Linked DNA regions of Danio rerio: region 2 is linked to region 1. A link is a contact called in public HiCAR-type data. All regions are on one chromosome and are shown on one strand. The core of a region is the stretch at or near the end of the contact, and the rest is flanking DNA. Distances in the headings are between cores, read along the strand shown. Region 1 overlaps LOC141380726 (a long non-coding RNA gene). Region 2 holds the start of bcl2a (BCL2 apoptosis regulator a).

The links. HiCAR-type assays count read pairs that join an accessible place to other places.
Region 2: a HiCAR-type map of caudal fin shows a contact between it and region 1, with 7 times the contacts expected there. The contact joins the promoter of bcl2a here to the enhancer-like site in region 1. A contact is called at or near these places in 9 of 18 Hi-C or Micro-C datasets (embryo, fibroblasts, hematopoietic stem cells and 2 more) and 2 of 4 datasets of contacts at active chromatin or transcription factors (caudal fin and embryo).

What each region holds. Positions count from the first base shown.
Region 1 is chr24:32,300,524-32,303,291 of GRCz12tu, reverse strand. It overlaps LOC141380726 (a long non-coding RNA gene), which reads left to right. Exons shown (of 2, transcript XR_012399454.1): 2 at 1-159. Among named protein-coding and RNA genes, the nearest start is that of bcl2a, 110 kb to the left of the region's middle. Within about 2 kb of position 1,396, at least 15 of the 62 cell types and tissues checked have an H3K27ac peak or open chromatin away from gene starts, as enhancers often do.
Region 2 is chr24:32,408,174-32,410,941 of GRCz12tu, reverse strand. bcl2a (BCL2 apoptosis regulator a) reads left to right here and starts at 1,345. Exons shown (of 2, transcript NM_001030253.2): 1 at 1,345-1,951. The coding sequence starts at 1,400.

The DNA.
Region 1 (2,768 bases), core at 147-2,646:
ATTATAGTTTAACCAAACCAAGGCCCCTATGGAAGATGATGTAATTTCATCCTGTGTCTACTGTGGAGCAGTTACTTTTCAAATGTGCATGTGTGGATCATGAATCACACACCAAGTAAAATTCTGAAAAAATAAAAATAAAAAAATCCCTCAGTCACATTCTCGACTCTTTTATTAGTTAACAAAAATGTCAGTACATTTTTCAATTACAGTTATCATCATCACTTATTTTTATTTCGTTTTTATTTAGAAACTTGTTCGTCACGAAAATTGTGACGAAAATTTTTCGTCAACGAAATTAACAGTCTGACAATACATAAAATAGTCATGTTTTTAGTGAGATCGGGCTAATACATGATGATGTTAGTGTTTTCATAATTTTTTGTTCAACAACATGTTTTAAAACAATTTAAAATTTTTTATTGAATGTCTAACAAAACAGCAATTGTGCTTCATCTTTTATTAAACAAGGGGGAAAATTATATATTTTTTCCACTATATTTTGCCTAAATTTCTTTCATGTTCATGTTCAAGTCACATGAGAAATTTAAGACGCAAAACATATCGATGAATGTTGGCCAACATTTGTTGCCATAAAAAATAATTACAGCTAGTGCGAGTAGCTCACCAAATGGCACCATCTAATAGAGAGCAGTGGACACCTAAAATAATGTTGTCTTTATTAAACCTTTATTGGGGTTTTACCTCATATTTGGGAGCCATTATTTACATTTTATTAAACCACAAAAGTCTGTTGCTCTTTTTAATGTAACAGATGACAAAATTGCTTGTAATATAATCTATTGGTATAATATAGTCTATTGGTGTTAATGCTAACTACTATAGGCTAGTTATTATTATTATTGGATATGAATGTGTCTTAAGTGCTGCATCCCAACACAATCTCACGGCAATTCGTAACTTTTTCATTTAGTGGCTAATTCGTATGAATTCGTACGATCTAATTCGTACAATTTAGTACGATTTGCTTATCCTCAGTGTTTTGCCTACAAATGTATGTCAGTTTGTTTCTAAATATGCTACAATTTATATATATATATATATATATATATATATATATATATATATATATATATATATATATATATATATATATATATATATATATATAAATCTGAGCATGGATGGAGCTATTAGGGTCTGTGCTGAAGACAAAGACTTGGTGTAACTTAACCCAAAAATAACTCTTGTCTAATGTGTGTGTGGTGAACAGTGACTGTGGGGCTCTCTGCCAGTCTGACACAATGAGCACAAGCCCGGCCGGCTGTTAGTTTTACTAGGTCACCAGCAAACACATTTATCCTTGAGGTGAGCCTAGTGCTTCAGGGAGGGCGAACACAATGGCGAACTTGTCAAAACTGAATTGAGCTGAGCGCGGGAAAAAAAAGCGCGCAGTATTTGTCCAGAGAGCGGGAATCTACGGGGACAAGCGACTGAGCGACTCACAAAATGTTTACAAAGGCTGTCGGTGCATTTTTCCCACAAACCTGCTACCACAGCAGAAATGACCACGGCTGGAGAGGGGTTTGTTAATATTTGAGAGTGAGAAGGACCGGTTGCTAAACAAACACAATCAGGATGATGAGACCATGGAGACAGTGCTGTGGAGATGTTGAGGTATTTTAAGTGATGTGCGGTCAGGTATGCGTGACCCTAAAAACTGAAGCTGTAGATTATTTACTTTGCTCGTTTACAGTTCAGCATGCTCTTTCTAAGGTTTTGTTCATAGTAAATAAAAACTTCAAGTGTGTGATAAAACTGTAAATTCTAAACAAATTTAAGCCCACTAAAATTCGCAATTAAAAAAGGTGATTATGAATTTCCAAGAACAAAACAAAAATAACCTTAAAAACATGAATCAATGCTGATTTTATTTAGCCTAGTCATCCAAAGCATATTAATTAGATATGGGTTAGTTATATAATTTATAATAGTTGAATTATTTGAGCATTTAGACCCACACCTACTTTGAGAATGAATAAAACTAAGAAAAGACAATGAGGTCCAAACTACTGTGACAATACAAGAACTAAAAAAAAATAATTCATTTTCCTTCGGCTTAGTTCCTTATTTATCAGGGGTCGCCACAGCGGAATGAAACGCCAGTTTATCCAGCATATGTTTTACACAGCAGATACCCTTCCAGCTGCAACACAGTACTAGGAAACATCCATTCACACTACTATGGCCAATTTAGTTTATTCAATTCACCTATACACACATGTCTTTGGACTGTGTGGGGAAACCGGAGCACCCAGAAGAAGCCCACAAGAACACGAGGAGAACATGCAAACTTCACACAGAATTGCCAACTGACCCAGCCGAGACTCGAATCAGTGACCTTCTTGCTGTGAGGTGACAGTGCTAACCATTGAGCCACCGTGCCACTTTTAGTCTACTCATCCAAAGCATATTAATTAGCCTAATAAGATATGCATTAATTATATAATTTATAAAATAATTTAATTATTTGAGCATTTAGAGACCCAAACCTACTTTGAAAATTAAGTAATTGAGAGAAGACCATGAGATTAACTACTGTGATCAATTTAACGAGATCATTAATAGGCTATATGCAAATGCAATGAAAACTCCATCAAATTTGTTTGCAACTAATATTAAATGCATCAAATAAAAAACAAGCACTTGGAAATACCTAAATAAGAATATAGAAGATGAAGAAGGAAACTAAAAACATGAAATGAGAAGACTGATATAATATGAGCCCCCCCCCCCCCCCCCCCCCC
Region 2 (2,768 bases), core at 96-2,595, 110 kb before region 1:
TACTTATCATAAATGTTTATTAGATTTATAATTGAAAAGAAAATTACTGTTCCTACTTGTATATATATCTATTCATCCTCTGTATACTGGATATACTAGGTATGTATTTCAGCATATTGTTCATATTGTCAACATTTCCAAATTTCAAGTAAAAACATTGTCATTTAGATTGTTTTTGTTGGAGAAAATGACATTTATTTAGCTACAATTAATGTAAAATATATGCAATTAATTGAACTAAAACAACCTGCATTATTATTTACTACACACAAATAATTCCACTTCTCCCCATAATTAATATAAGATTATTAGCATTATCCTTATGTCGGTTTGTAAATTACCACATAAAGTGTACACATCTAAACTGCACCATATTGCGCAGACAGTTAAAAAAAACAACAAAACAAAAAAAACATTTCAGTCGTTTGAGCAAAACGTGTTACGACACTTCTTGGTTCCCTAAGAAATTCATTTGTCAAAATGTGAAACCCCTGCACTTACAAACACGCCTGAAGTATGGAGTCCCGGGGGGATGTTGAAAAGAAGCTTTGACGAATGAAAAGAAGTGCACTTCAAACACCAACGCAGACACTATTAAATATCAACATCCTACTACGTATGCCAAAACAATGAATGGCGTGACGTAAGGAAGCCCGCCCCCTCGCAGAGAGTGCTCTTCAAACAGCTTCAGTTACAACAGTTTCTGACTGAGCGTCGCTTCAATGAACGCGCCAGCCTCGATGTCATTCGTCGGCGGTGACGGAGCACGCGTAAATTCTGCACGATCCGCACCGCGCGTTGGAGAAACTGCGTTTTGCCAAAACAGCATGGAAATATACTTGTCCATCTGACACGAGGAAAAGTGCTTCGTGCGCTGACTTGGTTGCTATTTTCTCTTCCGTCTTTTCTGGGACCTCGAATGTCAGTGGAATATTTAGAAATACTGCGTTTGCTTTTACTCTCTCCTTCAGTCCTGTAACGTCAACGACGTACGGTGTTTTTTGTATGTGAGTGCGCTTTTGGGTGGATATCCAGTGGAGTGTAATAGAAAAGCGCAGTGAGTTTGAGCAGTGAAGGGTCATTCCTCGCGCCGCGCTCGCGCACTGCAGCAACCGCCAATTCATCCATCAATCGGCGCGCTCTGGACGTGAGGGTTTGCAGCCAGTTCTGGATATAAAGTTAAAAACTAACATTTTAACGAGTCGCAACCAATGAATGTGATGCTAAATTATAACATTTGCCTCAGATATTGCATTTTAATGACAGAATTCACATCAGCGCGATGTGAATTTGACATTTTCCCCAGCTTTTCTCGTTGAGAGACCGTTTTTCCGTTACCATGCACTTCGAATAACCGACTCTTTCCTGCTCGCGCGCGTTTCTATCGTGATTTAAAACCATGGCTAACGAAATTAGCTATGACAATCGGAATATTGTGGAGAAATACCTCAAGCATAAACTTTCAAAGCGAGGATATGTGTGGAAATGTCAGTCCTCTGCTGAGGAAGATGACACCTTCAATAAAGCAGTGGAGGAATCCTCTCCAAACTCTGACAGGAGGCTTCAGGCTCCCTCAGCCGGCGGAGGGAACAACTCTGAATGCCTGATAGCCCGGGTCACTCGTTCAGACCCTCATTTGAGGCTCTACCGGGTGTTACGGGATGCTGGAGATGAAATAGAAAGGATTTACCAACGCGAATTTGAGGAAATGTCCCAACAAATGGTGTTCAACCCAAATTCTGCGCAACGCAGCTTTCTAACCGTGGCCGAAGAGCTCTTTAGAGACGGAGTGAACTGGGGGCGGATCATTGCATTCTTCGAGTTTGGTGGGACCATGTGCGTGGAAAGCGTCAACCGGGAGATGGCGTCCCAGGTAGATAATATTGCACACTGGATGACTGACTACCTGAACGGGCCACTGGAAAACTGGATCGAGGAAAATGGAGGTTGGGTAAGTTTATGGTCAAATGGTCGTGGCCTTTGCCCAGTCATTCATCATTTTATCTCTGCAGCTCAAGAAAATCACAATAACACAGCCTTGTTAAACATGACAGACCAGTAGTGTTTACTAATAAGTAAACAAGTATTATTTATTTCTAAGTGGAACCGAATGTCATCGTAATTAAAGTTTTCGTGACTTTGAGGATGTCTTTTCACTTTGAGACCTTTATACATTCTTTCATGTTTTATCTTGTAGTGTAATGAACCAAACACTAAAACATTACTCTTTCACACTTTATTTTCATTGTCCTTTTGTTGAATTTAAGTTACATTGCATCTGCATGCTGACTAATTCTTATTAGATTATGAGTAAACTGTTAGGTTGGGGTTAGGGTTAGTGTAAGTTGACATGTACTTGCAAAGTTTCTTTTAGTCAGTTAAATGTCTGTTGAAGGGGCAGTATCAACAGATATTAAGCAGTCTGCTAATACTCAAGTGTGGACCATCAAAATAAAGTGTTAACCATTTCTCTAATATATTGCATAGCCTATATATAGCAAATTAAAGGATGTTAGATATTTATATTGAGTCCTGTCCAAACTTCCTTTATAAAAATGTCTTTAAAATGAATAATGGTATCTTTATGGTGTGTAAGTTGAGTAGGAATAATTTACAGTTTCAGTATAAGGCAATGAAAGGAGTTTAGCCCATTCTTTCTGCAGTGGTACTTAGAGTGGGTTGTTTGAATGGAGCGTATTTGAGTTTAGTCAGCTTTGGTTTTGACAGTTCAATCAAGGTGAGAGTGATGGTTCAATCTATGTAAGCCA